Linked DNA regions of Canis lupus: region 1 is linked to region 2. A link is a contact called in public Hi-C data. All regions are on one chromosome and are shown on one strand. Each heading gives the region's core, a stretch centred on a gene start, on an enhancer-like site or on the middle of the called end of the contact. The rest is flanking DNA. Distances are from core to core; before and after follow the strand shown.

What was found. Hi-C and Micro-C count contacts between places; a contact is called where the count stands out from the background.
Region 1: a contact with region 2 is called in a Hi-C map of blood, with 4 times the contacts expected there. The contact joins the promoter of ECHDC2 here to the promoter of CPT2 in region 2. A contact is called at or near these places in 3 of 9 Hi-C or Micro-C datasets (amygdala and blood).

Annotation. Positions count from the first base shown.
Region 1 is chr5:56,432,981-56,436,346 of UU_Cfam_GSD_1.0, reverse strand. ECHDC2 (enoyl-CoA hydratase domain-containing protein 2, mitochondrial) reads right to left here and starts at 1,925. Exons shown (of 9, transcript XM_038537520.1): 1 at 1,715-1,925. The coding sequence starts at 1,847.
Region 2 is chr5:56,205,321-56,208,772 of UU_Cfam_GSD_1.0, reverse strand. CPT2 (carnitine O-palmitoyltransferase 2, mitochondrial) reads left to right here and starts at 1,948. Exons shown (of 5, transcript XM_038537499.1): 1 at 1,948-2,231. The coding sequence starts at 2,077.

The DNA.
Region 1 (3,366 bases), core at 676-3,175, 230 kb before region 2:
CTAGAAAATCTTAGATATCACTCCTCATAACCGCAGAGCAGCTCTTTCTGTCCATGGGTCCTGTCCCTGTGCTTTATAATAAAACCACCTTTTGGCACCGAGTTAGTATTGATGCCAGGGCTAGCTGAGGACAAGGCGTGAGCCTGGGGCAGCACACTGACAAGTCCTTGAAACAGGCAAAGGGACACTCCTCTACAGACTCCAGGGCCTCAATGTTCATACTGTTCATACTTTGCTAAAGGCAAAAGGCAATCTTAGCCCGACCCCCAGGGGCCTGTAACCCTACTTTAACTTATATGTTTTTTATATAAATTCCTTTAGAAATTTCCTTTAGGGGATCCCTGGGTGGCTCAGCGGTTTAGCGCCTGCCTTTGGCCCAGGGTGTGATCCTGGAGTCCCGGAATCAAGTCCCACGTCAGGCTCCCTGCATGGAGCCTGCTTCTCCCTCTGCCTGTGTCTCTGTCTCTTTCTGTGTGTCTCTCATGAATAAATAAATAAAATCTTTAAAAAAATAGAAATTTCCTTTATCTCTAACCCCCCCAGACACATGTTGACCATCATCCCCCAAGCACATGGCCCACGGATACACATATAAAGGGTCTCATGAAGAAAAAAAATAAATAAAAATAAATAAATAAATAAATAAATAAATAAATAAATAAATAAATAAATAAAGGGTCTCATGACTCAGGTTTTATCAGATGGTAATAAGTGACCTTTTCCCAACAATTAGCTCCCTCAAGGTACTGGAAACCTTGCTTCCAAAATTCCTTAAGAGTACAGCTATCCTCAAACCCCTCCCAACTCCCAGGTATATAATCAGCCACCTTGATGGGATGAGCACTGGGTGTTATGCTGTATGTTGGCAACTTGAACTCCAATAAAAAGAAATAAAAAAAAAAAAAGGTTAAAAAATATATATATAATCAGCCACCCCTCACAGGCCGGGGCGGCAGCTCTTCCCAGGACCCAGGGGTCCTGTCCCTGTGTTTTAAGAAAACCACCACTTTGCACCAAAGACGTCTCAAGAGTTCCTTCTTGGTGGTGGGCAGCGGACACTTATGTCCCAAAACTTAATCAGTAACAAGAATTCTTTCTCGGCCTTAGGGTGCAAACCACACCACCGGGGAGCAGCGTGAACTTTGTGGATTCCGAAGCTCGCGGCGTCGGCCCGAGGGCAGGGCCAGCGCGCGGGGAGTCGCGCGGCTGCTGCGGCCGCCGCTAGGTTGTCCTCGCCGCGCTGCTGGGCGCTGCTGGGCGCTGCTGGGCCGGCCTGGCCAGCGCCGCGGGCTCCTGCGCCTGGACCCGGAACCCAGCCGGGACTCCGGGCCAGGAGGGACGCCGGGCCCCGTGCAGTTCCTGGGGTGGAAGCGGTGGTGCTGGCGGTGCCGGTGCCGAGTCGCAGCCCCGAGCGACGCCCCCTCCCCTCCTCCCCGGCCCCGGGCGACGGCAGGGCCTGGCGTCCACTTGGGTTCCCGCTCACTTGGGGTCGGCGCGGCTGGTAGGGCGGCCACCCACCTCCGCGCCTGGAGCCCGGCCTGGGAAGGGATCGAGTCCCCCAGCGCAGCGAGCGGCCCCGCCTTCCCTTCAACGACCCGTCCTCCGGCGCCTGGTGAGCGCGCGGGCCGTGACTCCCACCCCCGCCGCGGCGCCGGCAGCGCGGCTCGGACCCGGGCGGCCGCCTCCGGGGCGCTCCCCGCGACAGCGCGCTTACCGTGGTCGGCGCCCGCCAGGGCGCGCACTTGGATCTCGGGGGGCCCAGCCGGCCCGTGGGAGGCGCAGCTGCGCGCCCGCAGGGCCTTCCAGGGCCGTGCAAGGCGCCGGGCGTTGGTCAGGGCGCGCAGCATCGGGGCGCAGGCTGGGCAGGTGCCAGGGGCCCCCCGCCGTCCCTCCTGTCCCGCGGAAAGCTCGCGGCTGGGCCCCAGGGTTTCGCAACTGCGCCACCTCCCGGCCGAGCGCGCACAGGGACGCTTGGAGCCCGGGCTAGGCGACCTTGCGGCCTGGGACCGGGGTGGCAGCAGTGTTTTAATCACCAAAGCGGGGGTAATGATAGTGACCACGGTCATAGATAAGGGGGGAGGCTAAAGTAGCGAGAACACGTTTCACTCAGCAATGTCCTGCTGCGAAGGGGAAATGTCCGGTGCGAGCTGACCTCGGCTTCCGTCTGTGCGGAGGTGACTGAGAGCTCTAAGGGGAGGAGGAGACAGCATGGAGGTGAGTGACCCGGGCTCTAGAAGACAGAGAAGTGAGATTACAAAAATCGGGAAAAGTATTAGGCCACGTGAAACCCGCCCGGGGTCAGCAAGCCAAGGCCTGTCCAACCTCAGGCTCCCACAGAAACTAAGGACAGGGTGGGGGGTGTGGTCTGCAGGTGCTGGCTGCAGCAAGCAGTAAATTCTTTTGGCAGTGTTGACTTTAAAAATAACAGGTATAGGGACACCTGGAATGACTCAGCGGTTGAGCACCTGCCTTTGGCCCAGGGCGTGATCCTGGAGTCTCGGAATCGAGTCCCACATCGGGCTTCCTGCATGGAGCCTGCTTCTTCCTCTGCCTGTGTCTCTGCCTCTCTCTGTATGTCTCTCATGAATAAATAAATAAATAATCTTAAAAAAAAAAAGTTATTTTACCAGCAAAAATAGGTTTAAGAATAGCAGAGAATTGCAATTTGGGACAAACAAGCCGCAGTAAACAACCGTAGGCTAGTCCACCAGGGGAGAGAAACATCTTTTATGGAGAAAGTTGGGAAGATTTGTTTTGCAGCTCAGACCCATTGGAGAAAAGCAAGAGTTCTCAGTGATGATGGATTCTCATTGGCTGAGCCGCTGACCTACTAAGTTGCTTGAAGGAGGTACAGTGCCCGGGGAATCCCTGGGTGGCTTAGCGGTTGAGAGCCTGCCTTCGGCCCAGGGGTGACCCTGGAGACCCCAGATGGAGACCCGCATTGGGCTCCCTGCATGGAGCCTGCTTTTCCCTCTGCACCCCCCCTCTCTGAGTCTCATAAATAAATAAATAAAATCTAAAAAAAAAAAATGGAGATACAGTGTCCTTCCTCTCCTGATGCCGCCTCTGACCATTCTGCCTGTGATTGATGTCTAGTAGTAGGATGCCAGAGACCCCCCCCCCCTTCTAGACACCTGACTGCAATTTTAGTAAGGTTTCTTTTTTTTTTTTTTTTTTTTTTTTTTTTTTAGTAAGGTTTCTTGTTAATTTCTACAGCTGGCTTAAATTTTCTCAGGCAGGCACTTAAAGGGGGTGGGTGGGTTAGGGTCATCTTAGGAATGTGGCCTGGAGCTGCTAGGAACTATGTTAGTGTTTAAGTCTTTGTAGGCCGAGGTTGAGGCCTAGTAGAGAAGTGGGCTCAGAGGA
Region 2 (3,452 bases), core at 699-3,198:
CAAAAGTTTCTCTCCAGCTTGTAGGGTCTTGATTGCTTTCAACTCAAAAGAATCTTCAAGTCAGAGTGGTCTATCTCAGTGTGGCCTGCCTTCAACCCTACAGCGAGGATTGGAAAAGCAGAGGAGGGCCAGAATTGGAAGGTCTTGGCCACTGGTATGAGGGGCTGGATTTGTTCCTATCAGTCATGCACCCATGGAAGGCTTTTGAGCCCTTTTTCCAGCTGTTATATTGGATGGATTAGTACTATTCCTTGGCCTTCTGTTTCTAGAAATACTGTTCTTCTACTGGGTCTGCTGTTTTCTCTGTGTCCTCTGATCCCCTTAGCTCTATATATAGAGCTCCTAACGTTTGTTGAATTGGGTGGAATGATTTTTTTTTTTTTTTTTTAATTTTTAAGTAGCCTCCATACTGAGCTTGGAGCCCAACACAGGGCTTGAATTCACAACCCTGAGATCAAGACCTGACCTGAGATCAAGAGTCAGTAGTTTAACCGACCAAACCACCCAAGCACCGCTGGTGGAATAATCTATTTAAGGAAAGATTTCATACTCTCTCTCTGGCCCTATACACTGTAGGCAAATGGCACTGATGTTGTTAGGTTTGGGTCAGCTTTGTCTGTTTTCCCCTCAGGGAAGGCAGATTAGATATTCAGTATTTTTAAGTTTTATGTTCAGTTCTTAAGGGTTTGTAGTTACCACTGTATAAGTGTCAGAGCTGGTCTGTGATCTTTCTGCTCAGCCAGGGGTACCTAACTAGATTAAAGACAGAGCAGAGACCAAAACTCAGGTCTTCTGACTTTCCGGCCAGTGCACTTTCTGATGTGCTCCAGCTTCCGCCACTGCTTGGCCAGCCAGGGGACAGACCAAATGCACCCAGTACCTCCATCACAGAGGGCCATGACGAAGAGAGCTGAAGCTAAGAAAAATCCAAGTTCCCAGAATGGAATTCTGTACCTCAAGCCAGCCAACGTGGTTTTATGTCTTTTGATACTTCTCTTTCTTCTATGACATGGGAGCAGAGAGCAGGGATCCGAGTGTGGTGGGGTTATTTGCTTTGTGATGGGTGAGAGCCAACAGATCTCTGTCCCAGGCCTAAGCTCTTAGAGTCCGAGTTGGAAGGAAACTTGGGGGTGCTGTGTGGTGACAGGCAGCTTCGTGTAGTCCACAGAGCACGGAAGACTCCCTAGAACCAGCGGCAGATCTCCACGGAGCCGGAGGCCGGCCGGGCATCTCCACGGGCTCCCGCTCCTGCACACATTTTCTCTACCACCACCTCGGGGGGCGGTCGCAGGGCGGCTGGGCGGCGTTGACCGCGGTTATGTCCCAAATCTTCATAGGGCAGACGTCACGGGTCACCAGTTACAACCACCACCGTCGCCACCGTTTCCTGCCAGGCACTGTACCGACCAAATCACCTTATTTCATATCTAGGATCGAGAAAAGTACTTTGATCGGTCGTAAACCTCTACTTCTTAGACGAGGAAACAGAGGTTTAAAGGTTCTGCCCACGATCTCGTAGGGACGGACGGAGCCTCCACCAGATTTAGGTTTAGCAGATTTTTTTTTATTTTGTTTATTCGTGAGAGACACAGAAGCAGGCTCCATGCCGGGAGCCGGATGTGAGACTCGATCCGGGGTCCCCAGGATCATGCCCTGGGCCGAAAGCGGGCGCTAAACCACTGAGCCACGCAGGGATCCCCGGCTCACACGTTTCTAAACATTGTTTTCAGCTTTGCTTTTCCTTCAGCTCCAGTTTCTATTTGCTCCGAAACAGGAGCAAGGAGCAGCTTCGGGTCCCCGTCTCCCCGGCTGCCCTGGGAGCTGAAGGGAGACCAGCGGGGAGACCGCACAGCCAGGAGGCGGTGGCGCCACCCTCCCCGCGGCGGGCGCGCCGGTGGGCGGGGCCTTCGGTGGGCGGGGCCTTCGGTGGGCGGGGCCGGGCCCGGAAGTGGCTCGGCGGGCGGACGCGAGTCCCTGCTGACTCAGCGACCCGGCTACCCCGGGGGTGGCGGCCTCACCCCAGTCCTCGCGGACTCCGCATCCTCCGCCTTCTCGCCGCCGCAGCCTCCCGGAACGATGGTGGCCCGCCTGCTACTGCTGCGCGCCCGGCCGCGGGGCCCTGCAGGGGGCCCAGGACCCGTGTGTCGGCGCCTTAGCGCAGGCTCGGGGCCCCGCGAGTACCTGCAGCGCAGCATCGTGCCCACTATGCACTTCCAGGACAGCCTGCCCAGGTGAGCCCGGCCTCCCGGTCCCCGCCGCCCGCTGGGGTCGGCCCCAGCCTTCGCTCCAGTCACTCACGACTCTTCTGCTTAACCTGCTCCCACCCCAGACTCCTACCTGGGACGCTGTCGCAACCCGACATCTGGAAATCCTGTCACTTTGAGGATCTCCTGGCACCGGACCCTCGGAACGTTCGCATTCCTTACCAGGACACCCCCAGGCCCCCCATTGCTCGCTCAGATTCTCCATTTTGAGCCCTTCTCTGATTCTCTCTCCAGTAACCCAGCTTCCATCCAGATACCCAAGAGTCCCTCACATTTCTTCCTGAAAAATGTCCACCCTGCATATCTCCAGTACCACCCTTACCCCTCCAACTAGGGTGTCCCCTGAAGTACTTTCACGACTGCCCTGTATTCCTGCCCAGAATATGGACAGGCCAGTTCCTGATAACATAATAGTTACCCTCCTCAGCTTTTCCCAGCGCTCCACCTTCTTCAGGCCTGTTGCTCAGCCCTGGCTCTGCATGCCTCCAATCCTCTGCCCATCTTCACCCAGCACACTCCTCACGTGCTCACCTACTCTCCTCCAACCTCAGCCTTTAAGTCTGACTTCACCCCTTCCAGACCTTCCTCGATTACCTGCTAGGTTTCTTTCCCTAAAATGTCCTCCCTAACCCACATTACCCTCTGCAGCTTTAGCACCCTCGAAGAATTCTAGACCACACCCTCAGTGCCCATCCCAAACTCTTATTCAGCTTAAATCTAGAACACACCCAAATTTTTGTGTTCCTCCTCACCTTAGCTTACCCCCTCCACCTTCTAAAACACTTCACCCAGAGTCTACTTACCCTATGAAAACAATGCCAATAAACCTACCTCTCCCTTTCCCTCATCCAGTATTTATTTTCTTGCCTTTTTTTTTTCACCCAGTATTTTCTTTAATTCAACTTCCAGTTTTTCCAGTCTTTGAACTCCCAGCCTTAATCTGACCTGCTAGGGCTCCTTTTCCAATGTTAGAAATTTCCTGAAATTCATTTACCCTCAAAAACCAGACTTTAACTTCTCTGCTCACTCACCAGTTAGTTCTTGGTGCCAAGTCCCAAATTTGTCTCAAAAACCCTTCTCACTTCCTTTCTCACCAAACTGCCACCTGGGATCTTCCCAGCCCAGGGATTGGAGGCCAGGTCTCCACACCCCTCAAACAGAGATTGTATCCCAGGTGTCACCCCCAAC